Linked DNA regions of Drosophila melanogaster: region 1 is linked to region 2. A link is a contact called in public HiChIP or PLAC-seq data. All regions are on one chromosome and are shown on one strand. Each heading gives the region's core, a stretch centred on a gene start, on an enhancer-like site or on the middle of the called end of the contact. The rest is flanking DNA. Distances are from core to core; before and after follow the strand shown.

Region 1 (6,072 bases), core at 147-2,646, 1.3 Mb before region 2:
GAGACAATCCCAGTGCAGCGTGTGCCGCCACCATAAGTTAAAAGATCAAACGCGAAGCCACATAACAAAATCGCTAGCTCGCTACTACAAGACTGTCATGGATCAAAAACCAAATGTTCACCATATATATCTCACCTATTGGAATGCAGCTCGGACGGATTTTTGAGTTGTGGCACTCTTGAAAGCGAGCTGGTAGAATGTAGAATCGAAATCGCAGTTAGCTAATTGTACTATAAACTAAGTATTATTATCTAAAGCAACCCTCTCTCCTACACACATAAGTATTGCAAAAAGAAGGGCCAATCGAGCTTTTCGTAATCGCTGGTATTCTTGTAATATTTCATTGTATTTATTTGAAGTATGGAATCTAAATGATGTGTTACTGTTACGTGTAAATACGAGATACGAATGCAGCTTAGTTAGTGTAAAACTCTCTCATTAGCCAAATTTCCAAATGTAATTTTCGCCTATTTATGAATATACTTTATTTATTTATTCGAAGTGATTTCGTTCGCAAGCGAGTGCTTTGTTTAAAAAGAAAAAACCCGTCAGTTGTACACGTGTAGAGCATTTGTAAATACTACCGATTTTCGCATTAAGCTGTAGCTATATTAATATAATGAATTATAAATCATGTATTCCTACCTAGGTGGTTGCTGTTATTCGTAAACATTCAATAAGCAGTTGTTTCCAATACCTATTTAATGTATTTTACATATCTCACATGTTGATGAGCATGCGTATCAATATTCAAAAACAAAATCGAAAAAAGAGTCAAACAAATAAAGTTGATCAAGATATTAGAAAAAATCTCAAAGTGTGTTTTGAATCAGAAGTGTGGAATCATAATCAACCCAAATGATTGATGTATTTTAATATCTTTAACAAATGAATGTTTAACTCATTCGTTATTTTCATTATAAAGTCGTGAATTCTTTATAAAATGAGAGTAATCAACTAAAATCTATAGATTTCTATTTATTTTATTTTATATCTATAAAATATCTATAGATATTCTATCAAGATTATGCTGAACTAAACCTTTTTTACTTTCTTTTATGGAATTCGAATATGCAATCTTAATGAATTCTGTGTCGCATATTTGTAATCTTTTTGCAATTTTATTTATATATTTTTATAAGATGAATTAGGTATGCTTTTTTTAAGTTTAGGTAAATGTGGAATATTAGTTTGTATATCAATTTAAAAATCACACTTTTTGAAACGTACGTATAAATAAAAATTAAAGGGGAGAGGTCATATTTAAGATGTAATTCAAGTGAATTACAAAAATTCAAAAATTAAATGACTTTATCATTAATTTTATAGTTGGAAACAAAGCCAGCTCAGTGAGAACTGGTTGAAAATGCCTATCGGACTATCGATGAGTATTCATCGCTAGTGGTAACTTGCGACCAACCCGAGGCTGGTCACACTGCTCTGGTCGCGTCCAAAAAGTGTACAATTTTTCACCACCTCGGTTTGTTTTTTCGGACCAGGCGAGGCACCTTCGATTCGCTGCGACTTCCGTTTCCGATCCGTTTCGGATGATAGCTCTGAGTGCGCTGCTAACCAAATATACGATCGGTATTATGAGCAACCTAAGCAATGGCAACAGCAACAACAACAACCAGCAGCAGCAGCAACAACAACAGGGTCAGAACCCACAACAACCAGCACAGAATGAAGGCGGAGCGGGAGCGGAGTTCGTGGCGCCACCGCCCGGACTAGGTGCCGCAGTGGGCGTGGCAGCCATGCAGCAGCGCAACCGCCTGCTGCAGCAGCAACAGCAGCAGCACCACCACCATCAGAATCCCGCCGCCGAGGGAAGTGGCCTGGAGCGGGGCAGCTGCCTTCTGCGCTACGCCAGCCAGAACTCCCTGGACGAGAGCTCCCAGAAGCACGTCCAGCGGCCAAATGGCAAGGAGCGCGGCACTGTGGGGCAGTACAGCAATGAACAGCATACGGCGCGCTCCTTCGACGCCATGAACGAGATGAGAAAGTAAGGATGGCACGAGATCCTGTCGAAGGATCAGTTCGTACGACTATAAAATTTGGTTAAGTCCTTAAGCATCATAAAGAAGTAGCCAGGGTTTCTAAAGACCTTAAGGCAGTATATTTAGATCCACAAATAGTATTATATCCTAATTCCTACCTGTGAGAGGTTTTAAAAACCTTAGGTAGAACATTGGTTATTTTGTACCTGCCCTGGAGAATAGAACACACAGCACCCACATAGGACTTTTAATGATATGCAGAATTAGATCTATGTGATTTTATAGCCTGATTATGTAAATAAGCACACCTACAACGGTTCGAAAAATGTTTCAAATGTCATTTGTTTGCTCAACAGCAAACCAGCTGAACGTTCGTTCAGGTTCTAAAAAGGTGTCAGCTATTTCCCAGTTACTATTTCCTTGACAAAACAAGCTGATCTGAGTTTCTACCACTAAAACTTTCAGTTGTTAAATATGACGACCTACCTCAACTTAATATAAATAGAACTGTGCTAACTACACTCTATTATAAACTCATCTCCTCTGTTCCCGGACAAAGGCGCATGATTCAATCCCTGCGTGTTCGACGGGAACAGGTGGACCGACTGGCTCTCGAGCTTTGAGATTTGGGCCAAGATGCGAAAATAAAATCTCTGAAAATGTCAGATGATCGTCTCTCGCATATTTGCGCAGTTCGCTTTGTTTATCTGGCCGTTGCTAATATTTGTGTTTGCACACTACATATGTATAAACGAATATTTGCCGCCGCTTTTGTCGTGGGGCCATTCGCATTAATTATTGTCTAGTTTTTATTATGATGAGTTGCTTACGCCTTCGGGTTTCGCATTGGGCCACGACCTTGAACTTGGTTGCGGCCAAAAATGATATTCGTTTTCGAATCGCATTTCGATTCCGCTTCCGCGTCTCCGCCTTTGCTTACTTTTTGGAAAACTACTGGGCGTATGGAAAATTTATTGGTAGCTTACATAAAACGAGTTTTTTTTTTCGGACCAATCATATCGTATTCGGCGCGAAAGTGAATGTGGTATAACCCAAAAAGTAAGCCGAGCGTTGTAATGTGGATTGCTTTTTGATTGGGAATTGAATCACACAAATATTTCGTGAGGTGTATATTCTATGAGATTTTTTTTATTGGGTTATAATTATAACACCTTACGATTTTGAAGACAAAAGATCTTAGTCTTTTCGAGTAGTCATCATCATTTAATGGCGCCATAATTTGCACAGTTAATAGCATCCCCGTCTCTTTTTACAAAACAAAATATTTTCCTCTTGAAAAAATTCAAGCACTTTTGTTTACAAACATACATACCAGCCTTGAAGATATTTAGCACGCTTTTAAACTGTTTATTTGGCAATCAAAACGATCTATTGCTAGTGGATTTCAAAGTCTCAATATTGTCGATACATGACGGTTACTAACCAATTTACTGCGTACAAAAAAATGTATCAAATCTGATATATATATATTTTTACCTATAACAGACAAAAACAGCTCTGTGATGTGATATTGGTGGCCGACGATGTGGAGATCCACGCTCACCGCATGGTGCTGGCCTCCTGCAGTCCGTACTTCTATGCGATGTTCACCAGTTTCGAGGAGTCGCGGCAGGCGAGGATCACCCTCCAGAGTGTCGATGCTCGGGCCTTGGAGCTGCTCATCGACTACGTATACACTGCCACGGTGGAGGTAAACGAGGATAACGTGCAAGTCCTCTTGACCGCCGCCAACCTGCTCCAGCTCACGGATGTGCGAGATGCCTGCTGCGACTTCCTGCAAACTCAGTTGGATGCCAGTAATTGCCTCGGCATCCGGGAGTTTGCCGATATTCATGCCTGCGTGGAACTTCTCAATTACGCAGAGACCTACATCGAGCAGCATTTCAAGTAAGTGGCTAGATTGTGATGACGCAGTATGGGCAGACAAATATAAAATTGTTTTGATTTGCCTGTTTACAGATAGGAATCCATTACTGTATCTGTTCAGTGTTCACTTTTAGAGCATGTATATTGGGAAGACTCACTTTAGTTTGTTCTATATCTACGGATAGTAATTCGTATTTAAATTCCAGTGAAGTGACTATTTATTTATTATTTATTGAGGATAGAAAGCTGCCGTACAACAATATCAATTGAATCGATTAATGGGATCAGATATTTTAATAATTATAGTAACATTTAATAACATGTGTCAAGTTAAAGTTCCTTAGACTCAACAAAAAGGATTTTTAATTATATTATAAAAACGATTAAATTCCTAGGTGTGTTTGGAATGTATCAAAATTTAAATAGTTTAACAGTCACGCATTGGTGTCTTCCAGCATCTGTTTGAAGTCGCTAATTTTGGGTTTCCATAAGATCACGAATTTAATCTTATATTAATTATATTTTCGAATTCAACTACTGAATTAGTAATAACCAAAGTATCAGAATTATATAAGTTCTCATTGATTTCATCAGGCAGAAACAAAATTAGTTAATTATTAAGTTTATATAACAGTAAACAGACGCAAAACCGAAAGCAAATGTGCAATATAAACCATTGAACCGGTTGCGATTAATTAAATTTACTTAGCCCACTCCTCTCATTCCTTGCGCCCCATTACTAACTGCTTGTGTTTGGTTTATTTGCAGCGAGGTGATCCAGTTCGATGAGTTTCTGAACCTCTCGCACGAGCAGGTCATCAGCCTGATTGGCAACGACCGGATTTCGGTTCCAAATGAGGAGCGCGTATACGAGTGCGTCATCGCCTGGCTGCGCTACGATGTTCCTATGCGGGAACAGTTCACCTCGTTGCTCATGGAGCATGTGCGTCTGCCGTTCCTGTCCAAGGAGTACATCACACAACGTGTGGACAAGGAGATCCTCCTCGAGGGCAATATCGTGTGCAAGAATCTCATCATTGAGGCATTGACCTATCATCTACTGCCCACTGAGACAAAGTCCGCTAGAACGGTGCCCAGGAAGCCGGTGGGCATGCCCAAGATACTGCTCGTTATTGGAGGACAAGCACCCAAGGCTATACGATCGGTGGAGTGGTATGATCTGCGAGAGGAAAAGTGGTACCAGGCCGCCGAAATGCCCAACCGCAGATGCCGCTCCGGCTTAAGTGTCCTGGGTGACAAAGTCTATGCTGTCGGAGGTTTCAATGGATCACTGCGTGTGCGCACCGTAGATGTCTACGATCCTGCCACGGATCAGTGGGCAAACTGCAGCAACATGGAGGCCAGACGATCTACCCTGGGAGTAGCTGTCCTCAATGGTTGCATATACGCCGTGGGTGGATTCGATGGCACTACGGGTCTGTCGAGTGCCGAGATGTATGATCCCAAGACTGACATCTGGCGGTTTATCGCCTCCATGTCCACGCGTCGCAGTTCTGTGGGCGTAGGCGTCGTCCACGGACTTCTTTATGCCGTGGGCGGTTACGATGGCTTCACTCGTCAGTGCTTATCTTCAGTGGAGCGCTATAATCCGGACACGGACACATGGGTTAATGTGGCGGAAATGAGTTCGCGGAGGAGTGGCGCCGGAGTGGGAGTGCTGAACAATATCCTTTATGCCGTTGGCGGTCACGATGGTCCCATGGTCAGAAGATCTGTTGAAGCCTACGATTGTGAAACGAACTCCTGGCGTTCAGTGGCAGACATGTCATATTGCCGGCGAAATGCGGGAGTGGTGGCTCATGATGGCCTGCTGTATGTGGTCGGTGGCGATGATGGCACCTCAAATCTAGCTTCTGTGGAGGTCTACTGCCCGGACTCGGACAGTTGGAGAATACTGCCTGCTTTGATGACCATCGGACGCAGCTATGCGGGCGTGTGTATGATCGACAAGCCCATGTGAATGGAAGAGCAGGGTGCATTGGCCCGGTAAGTCAATGGAAGCATTGTTACCAAAACAAATTATAATAATCTCTCTTGTTTCTTTTCAGCCAAGCTGCTTCGTTGGCCATCGCACTGCTGGATGATGAGAATAGCCAGGCGGAGGGCACGATGGAGGGCGCCATTGGTGGTGCCATCTACGGTAATCTGGCGCCGGCTGGTGGGGCTG
Region 2 (5,939 bases), core at 1,878-4,377:
CTTAATTTACTACAAAATTTCTTACAGTTTCCACTTTTGATCCAATGCCCAAGAAAAGGAGATCGTTCTCCTCAAGGTCGAACTTATCGGCGACCTCTGTAGCTACATCTTCGCCTAGTAGCTTTCCCAGTTTCTCCTGCACATCCTTTGTTGGGCCAAATTTGCGCACGAACAACGTACCCTTGAACTCCTTGCCTAGGCTTTCGTAATGCTTTCGGGCAGCTCCATTCCAAAAGGCTTCACTGGCTCGCACTACAATGGCATAAGCGCCAAGATCATCGTATTTTTCCTTGAATTCATCGCTCTTTTCGATGATTTCCGACACGTTGTTTAACAGAAAACCAAACCGAGTGTCCGGCTTGTCATTTCCGTACTTTTCCATTGCCTCCTCATAAGTAATACGACGGAACGGTGTTTGCAGACGCGGAAAATCTTTGGGCCAGGAATAACGCAGAGTCTCCTCAATCAGTTGCATGATATCATCCCTGCTGGTAAATGATAGCTCAATATCCAACTGGGTGAACTCCGGCTGACGATCTGGACGCGTCGCTTCATCCCTGTAGCAACGGGCCACCTGGAAGTATCTGTCAATTCCACCGGACATCAGCATCTGCTTGAATTGCTGCGGACTCTGTACGAGCGAATAAAAGTGGCCCGCTTTGCGAGTGGGTACTACAAACTCCTGAGCTCCGCCTGGCGTTCGTCTGAAGAGTGTTGGTGTCTCCACTTCGACGAAACCCAGATAGTTTATAAGATACTCTCGCATTTTCATTATAACAGCCGATCGAAGGCGCAGATTATGCTGCATATCATTAAATCGTAGATCCAGATACCGATGAGTAAGCCGCAAGCGTTCGCCAGCACGATTAAACTTTCGGATCTCAAACGGAAGATTTTTCTTTGCCGGATTGAGAACAACCACTTTATCCGCTTCTACCTCAACATGTCCAGTTTGCATTTTGGGGTTTATTGTAGCCGCTGGACGGGGAATCACTGTACCCTCAACTCGAACAATTGACTCAATGGGCACGCCTGTTTCTGCGTATTCTTCCAAACCATATGTTTTCGGTGACAACAGTACCTGAGTTTGTCCATAAGCATCCCGAAGTATGAAGAATTTGTTCATGCGCTGGAACTCCAACCAGCCGCATATGACTACTTTTTCGTTGATATCATTGGAGGTTAGTTCCCCGCAGTTATGAGTGCGGTCGGCAAACTTGTTGGTATCGGCCACCTTGGCTCGTTGCTCGGCAATTAAAGAGGCATTAGCAGTGGTACTTGCTTCCGCGCTGTCTTCCGTGGATTCTCCATTATTGCTGGTAAGATTGGCGGATGCTTCGGCGGCAGCCTCCTCAGCCTCAAGATCATCAATGGAAAACTTTTGTTTCTTCTCTTTGGCCTTAATAGGACCATCGTAGGGATCGTCCGGATTGAGAACTTTTACGCTAGTTACACTGACTTCCACCTCACCAGTATCATATTTCTAAAGGGAATTTAATTGATTTATTTTACAAATCGATGGATATTATAAGTTCTTACCAAATTAACATTAGCTTTTGGTCTCCCCAGAACTTTGCCCACTATTTGGATAACTGTCTGCTCAGGTGTTGAAAGAAATGTGTCGCTAAGCTGAAAATAAACATTGAAAATAGTCAATTTGATGAAACTATCATATCGTTTTGTTCATTACCGACTGATCCTCGATCATTAGTTGCGTTTGGCCATAACCATCTTTGAGCTGCAAGAATTTGTTGTTTTTGGTAGAGGGAATCCAACCAACCAAAGTCACTGTCTTTCCGACATCGTCGCGCCTTAGATCGTTGCAGGTGAGATCACGGTTTTCAAAATACTTCAATATATTCTCGTTCTCTGTAAAAGACAATAAAAATATTATGTTACTCATAAACCAGTACTTAAACACTTTCCCACTTACTGGCTATCTTGTACTCGGTGCTGGTAATCCCAAGATTACTCTGCTGCTGCACCATTGTGCTGTATGTGCGCTTGTCACCAGCTCTTTTGGTACCGCCTGCCGGGAAATGAATGTTAAGTATGTCCTGCACCTCCACTTCGATCTCGCCCGTTGGCATTGTTTGATTGCACGAATTGTGTGGTCGCCGCATGACCAGGCCCACAATAGTTAGTGTTGTGTTCTCTGGCATGTTGTTCATGCGCCGTGCCACTCGCGGATGCTTGTCTTCCAGAACCACAAGCTGGCATGCACCGCCATTGCGGTCGCGCAGCTCCGCAAACCGATTCACCCGCTTCTTAATGAGCCTGCCGGACAGCTCAACAAATAATCCGCAATGGTGATTGCGCAACTCGCCGCAACTCTGGCGCATTGGCTGCGGGGGCTGTGAATTCATATTGAAGTTGCTGGCCATGGCACTCATCAGCTGCATTAACTCATTGCCAGAAATGTTGGGACCACCCACTGGAAATGTAAGAGTGAAAATAATATTTTATGTAATATATCTATGTAAGTAAAAAAAAATAAATAAGTGTTTTTGTAAACTGTCTATTCGTTATGCAAGATATTTATAACCAGTTGGACCAATTCCACTAAAGATGCTACTTTTAAGTGCTATCTACTTACTGTTGAAAGGATTTGGTCCGGGACCTGGTCCAAAGTTGTCATTGAAGCCTGGTCCTCCGCCACCACGGTAGTTGTCGAAGTCATTGTAGCCGCCACCATCTGCATAGCCTCCGCCACCACGGCCACCAAATCGACCGCCGCCTCCACCGCGATATCTGCCACTCATGATCTGCAAACCGAACATATGGATTAAGGATTGGACATGGACAACACGAATGGCTAGTTCGTGATTCACGAGAACTTACGTGACCGCAATCAGCCGGTTCTTTCGCCGAGAACAACGAGTCCGGGGTGCTTCGATGCCGAATGTGCCTATCCGCCAAGAAACCTCCACTGGATGCACTGTGCACGAGTTGCTGTTGCAGCTGAAGGCGCTGATGACTTCTCCAAAGGGTTCTGGAAATTAATAACATTTTTGTCACCCTTTAAAATTGGTTTCCCTTTCAGAATTAACTATTGCCTCATGCGAGAAGCGATGTAGAAAAAAATTTCAGACCCAGCACGAGCTGCACACACACACTGGCGCAAACTAATCAGACAGCGACACATATATACACACTGGCCAAACAGCGAATATGTATGCGTGCAGAGCCGGGCGTTGCGAAGAAGCCGACGCAGAAATTTGCGAATCATTGGATCTTACCGCAATAGCCGGATCGAGTGTGGGGCCACAGTTACGCCGAGTTTGTAGAGCCAACTGACACGAAAATATTACTTATATTAAGCTCACATATGATCGACAAATGTTACTTGAAATATAGGAAAAAAAATTGTCTGTTTTGGCTTGGGCAGCGATGAAGTGTGACCATATGCCGCATAAACAATCGATAGATCGTGTATTCTAGGGAAGGAACTATCGAACAAAGAGCTTAATAATTACATTTTTTTCGTTTCATATAATTTAAAAATTAAAAACATTTTATTTAGTTTAAAATTTGATTTATTTACATGACACTTAAATTCATTAACAAATGCATTCAATAACAATCTATTTGTGTTAATCAGTACTACATGCATGTGCAAAAGTCATACAAAATATGCTTTGTAAATTGGCAATCACAAGTTTCCTTCTTAACTTGCATTCTGGCTTATAAATTACGAAAAGTACACGGACCCGACCGATGCAGATATTTCAGTGTTGCTCCATTTTTAAATGTTAACCTTTTTTGAAACCTAACTACTGTAGTCGGTGCCGTTGAGCGAGTTTTTGAAATGCTGGACGACATAATCGTGATAATAGGCCATTATGCACAGAGGCTGACCAAGAATAATGGAAGCCCACACGATTATATTGCCCATTCGGGGACCCAGTTTCTTTTCAATGGATTTGGATATGGCCGATAGGGGAATCTGACCCATCATGCCCATAAATGCCCAGATCTTGTATATTTGCAAAGGAACTGAAACCTGAAAATATAAATTATATTATTGTACAAAATTTGAAATTCTAAATATCAACCCTCATACCAAATATTCATGGAAGACGGCACTGAAAAGAAAGACAATAGTAGAGGCCTGTCTTGAGGAATATCCCATTTGGACCACAGGGATGTAGAGATGACGCACGCACCACCTATGAACTGGCATGTTCCATGTACGCCAGAAGGTGTCAATGTTATTCGCATTCCACCAATCACAATAAAAATTGCGATCTGCAAAATTCAGCAGTTCGCCGACCGCATTAAGAAAAGAGTGGAACATTAGATAGAAAAAGCAGAGCCAGCAAAGATGATTGGGTAGCTAATTAAAGAAAAATTATTAAATAATACTCAAACGTTTTATAATTTTCACTCTACCAACCGCAAGTTTAAGAAGTCGCTCAGTGGCTAAGGCCACGTCCATATTGGAGAACGGAATCAGGGAGTTCCGAACCGATGGAATGATCCATTGTTGAAACAAGGCCATAACCACATTCACTCCAATCACCACCTCCAATAAACGCTTCAGCAAAAAGCGTTTGCGCACGCGAGAAGTTCGCGGGAAATTCAACTCATAGCAGAGAGTGGGCGCGCAAAGGAAGTACAGGAGATCCTTGTATGTGAGATTATCAGGATATTGCACCAGCTTGGAAACGTCCTCGTCTTCTTCACCTCCATTCAAAACTCCTTTTTCTGGATGAAAGATGAATTTTTAATATATGACATTCCGTTGAGAGATCTCAACATACTTAGTTCCGCCAAAGTTATGCTTGGTCGACGCTCCCGCGGATTCTTTTGATAATAAGTCTGACGGCACCACATATTCGTCTGCACATAGGACCATAGTTTTAGGAACAACACAGAGTAAAAGAAGCAAACTGTTGAAGCGCCCACTAAAGATTAACAGATAATTAAATATTTTAAAATACACCTAAACTAAGTTAATTTCTCACTCAAACTAAAAGCATGTCCTTTTAGGTGAATTGTTACCACCGGTAGGCAAACCAAGACAACAATGTTCACTATCTGGATGAACAAGCCCAAGCCCTCTGCAATTATTTCCTGGAAAAGAATTACAAATTTGTTTTAATTTTTAATTCATTCAGTTGGTTTTTGAAAAAAAAAAACAGGAATTGATATCATATCAAATGATACTAAATTAGTAAAGTTCAATATGCGATATTTCTGATATGAACATTTAAAATCTAAAACCATCGAATCCTAGTAACAGTAACTATAAACAATCGATATCGAAAACTCGCCCTGAGTTCCATCCCCAGATCGGCGAGCATTGTGTGCGAAAACGAATTGCGATTTCATTTCATGTTGCAAGAGTGTGGAGGAACAAGCCACGAGTGATATAAATTAAAGCAAATAGGACCATCGAAAAGAAAATATACTCAAAATGGAAGTGACAGAGGCAAATTTACAGCTGCTGGCCGGTTATTTGCAGCAGACGCTGAGCGCCGATCCCAATGTCCGCCGGCCGGGTGAGTGTGTGTGTGTAGGAATGCATGTGCACACACACAACTGCACATGCGTGCAGGGGTGCTGATGTGTATGTGCGCGGGAAATGGTTTTTGGCGACGCCAAAGAAAAATACGGTTTTTAAATCCATTTGAAGTTGTCTACAAGTTTTCCCTATGTCAAAGAATTTATACAGTCACGCTTTCTATTAATTGAATCGAGATTAGCTGATCTTGATATGACTGTTGCCAAGCCACCTTTCAAAACCATAGACCTAGTTTTAGGATTATTTAAGGCATACCAAGCCTATAGACTCCGCACCACCATAACCAAGCTTTTGAAAATATTGTATAAAAAACTTATTGCTTGAATTGAAAATATGTTTAGTCTAACGAGAAACACTGTAAGCTCCTATCGGTTCCTTATATATTTGTATTTGCAACATCCGATTTACATAA

Evidence for each region. HiChIP or PLAC-seq counts read pairs in DNA pulled down with a chosen protein or histone mark.
Region 1: a POLR2A S2P HiChIP or PLAC-seq map of the Kc167 cell line shows a contact between it and region 2, with 7 times the contacts expected there. The contact joins the promoter of kel here to the promoter of AspRS-m in region 2. A contact is called at or near these places in 12 of 107 Hi-C or Micro-C datasets (the D17-c3 cell line, the Kc167 cell line, the ML-DmBG3-c2 cell line and 6 more) and 1 of 6 datasets of contacts at active chromatin or transcription factors (the Kc167 cell line).

What each region holds. Positions count from the first base shown.
Region 1 is chr2L:18,133,407-18,139,478 of dm6, reverse strand. kel (kelch) reads left to right here and starts at 1,396. Exons shown (of 6, transcript NM_165242.2): 1 at 1,396-2,002; 2 at 3,504-3,905; 3 at 4,653-5,891; 4 at 5,954-6,072. The coding sequence starts at 1,548. The coding sequence ends at 5,865. It overlaps Socs36E (Suppressor of cytokine signaling at 36E), which reads left to right. Exons shown (of 4, transcript NM_165243.3): 4 at 1-804.
Region 2 is chr2L:16,824,547-16,830,485 of dm6, reverse strand. AspRS-m (Aspartyl-tRNA synthetase, mitochondrial) reads right to left here and starts at 3,127. Exons shown (of 8, transcript NM_001273590.1): 1 at 3,093-3,127; 2 at 2,842-2,992; 3 at 2,597-2,765; 4 at 1,934-2,434; 5 at 1,691-1,869; 6 at 1,540-1,629; 7 at 26-1,483. The coding sequence starts at 2,762. mdy (midway) reads right to left here. Exons shown (of 10, transcript NM_165195.3): 6 at 4,968-5,076; 7 at 4,764-4,907; 8 at 4,397-4,707; 9 at 4,064-4,336; 10 at 3,522-4,003. The coding sequence ends at 3,770. Cse1 (Chromosome segregation 1) reads left to right here and starts at 5,279. Exons shown (of 7, transcript NM_078864.3): 1 at 5,279-5,504. The coding sequence starts at 5,420.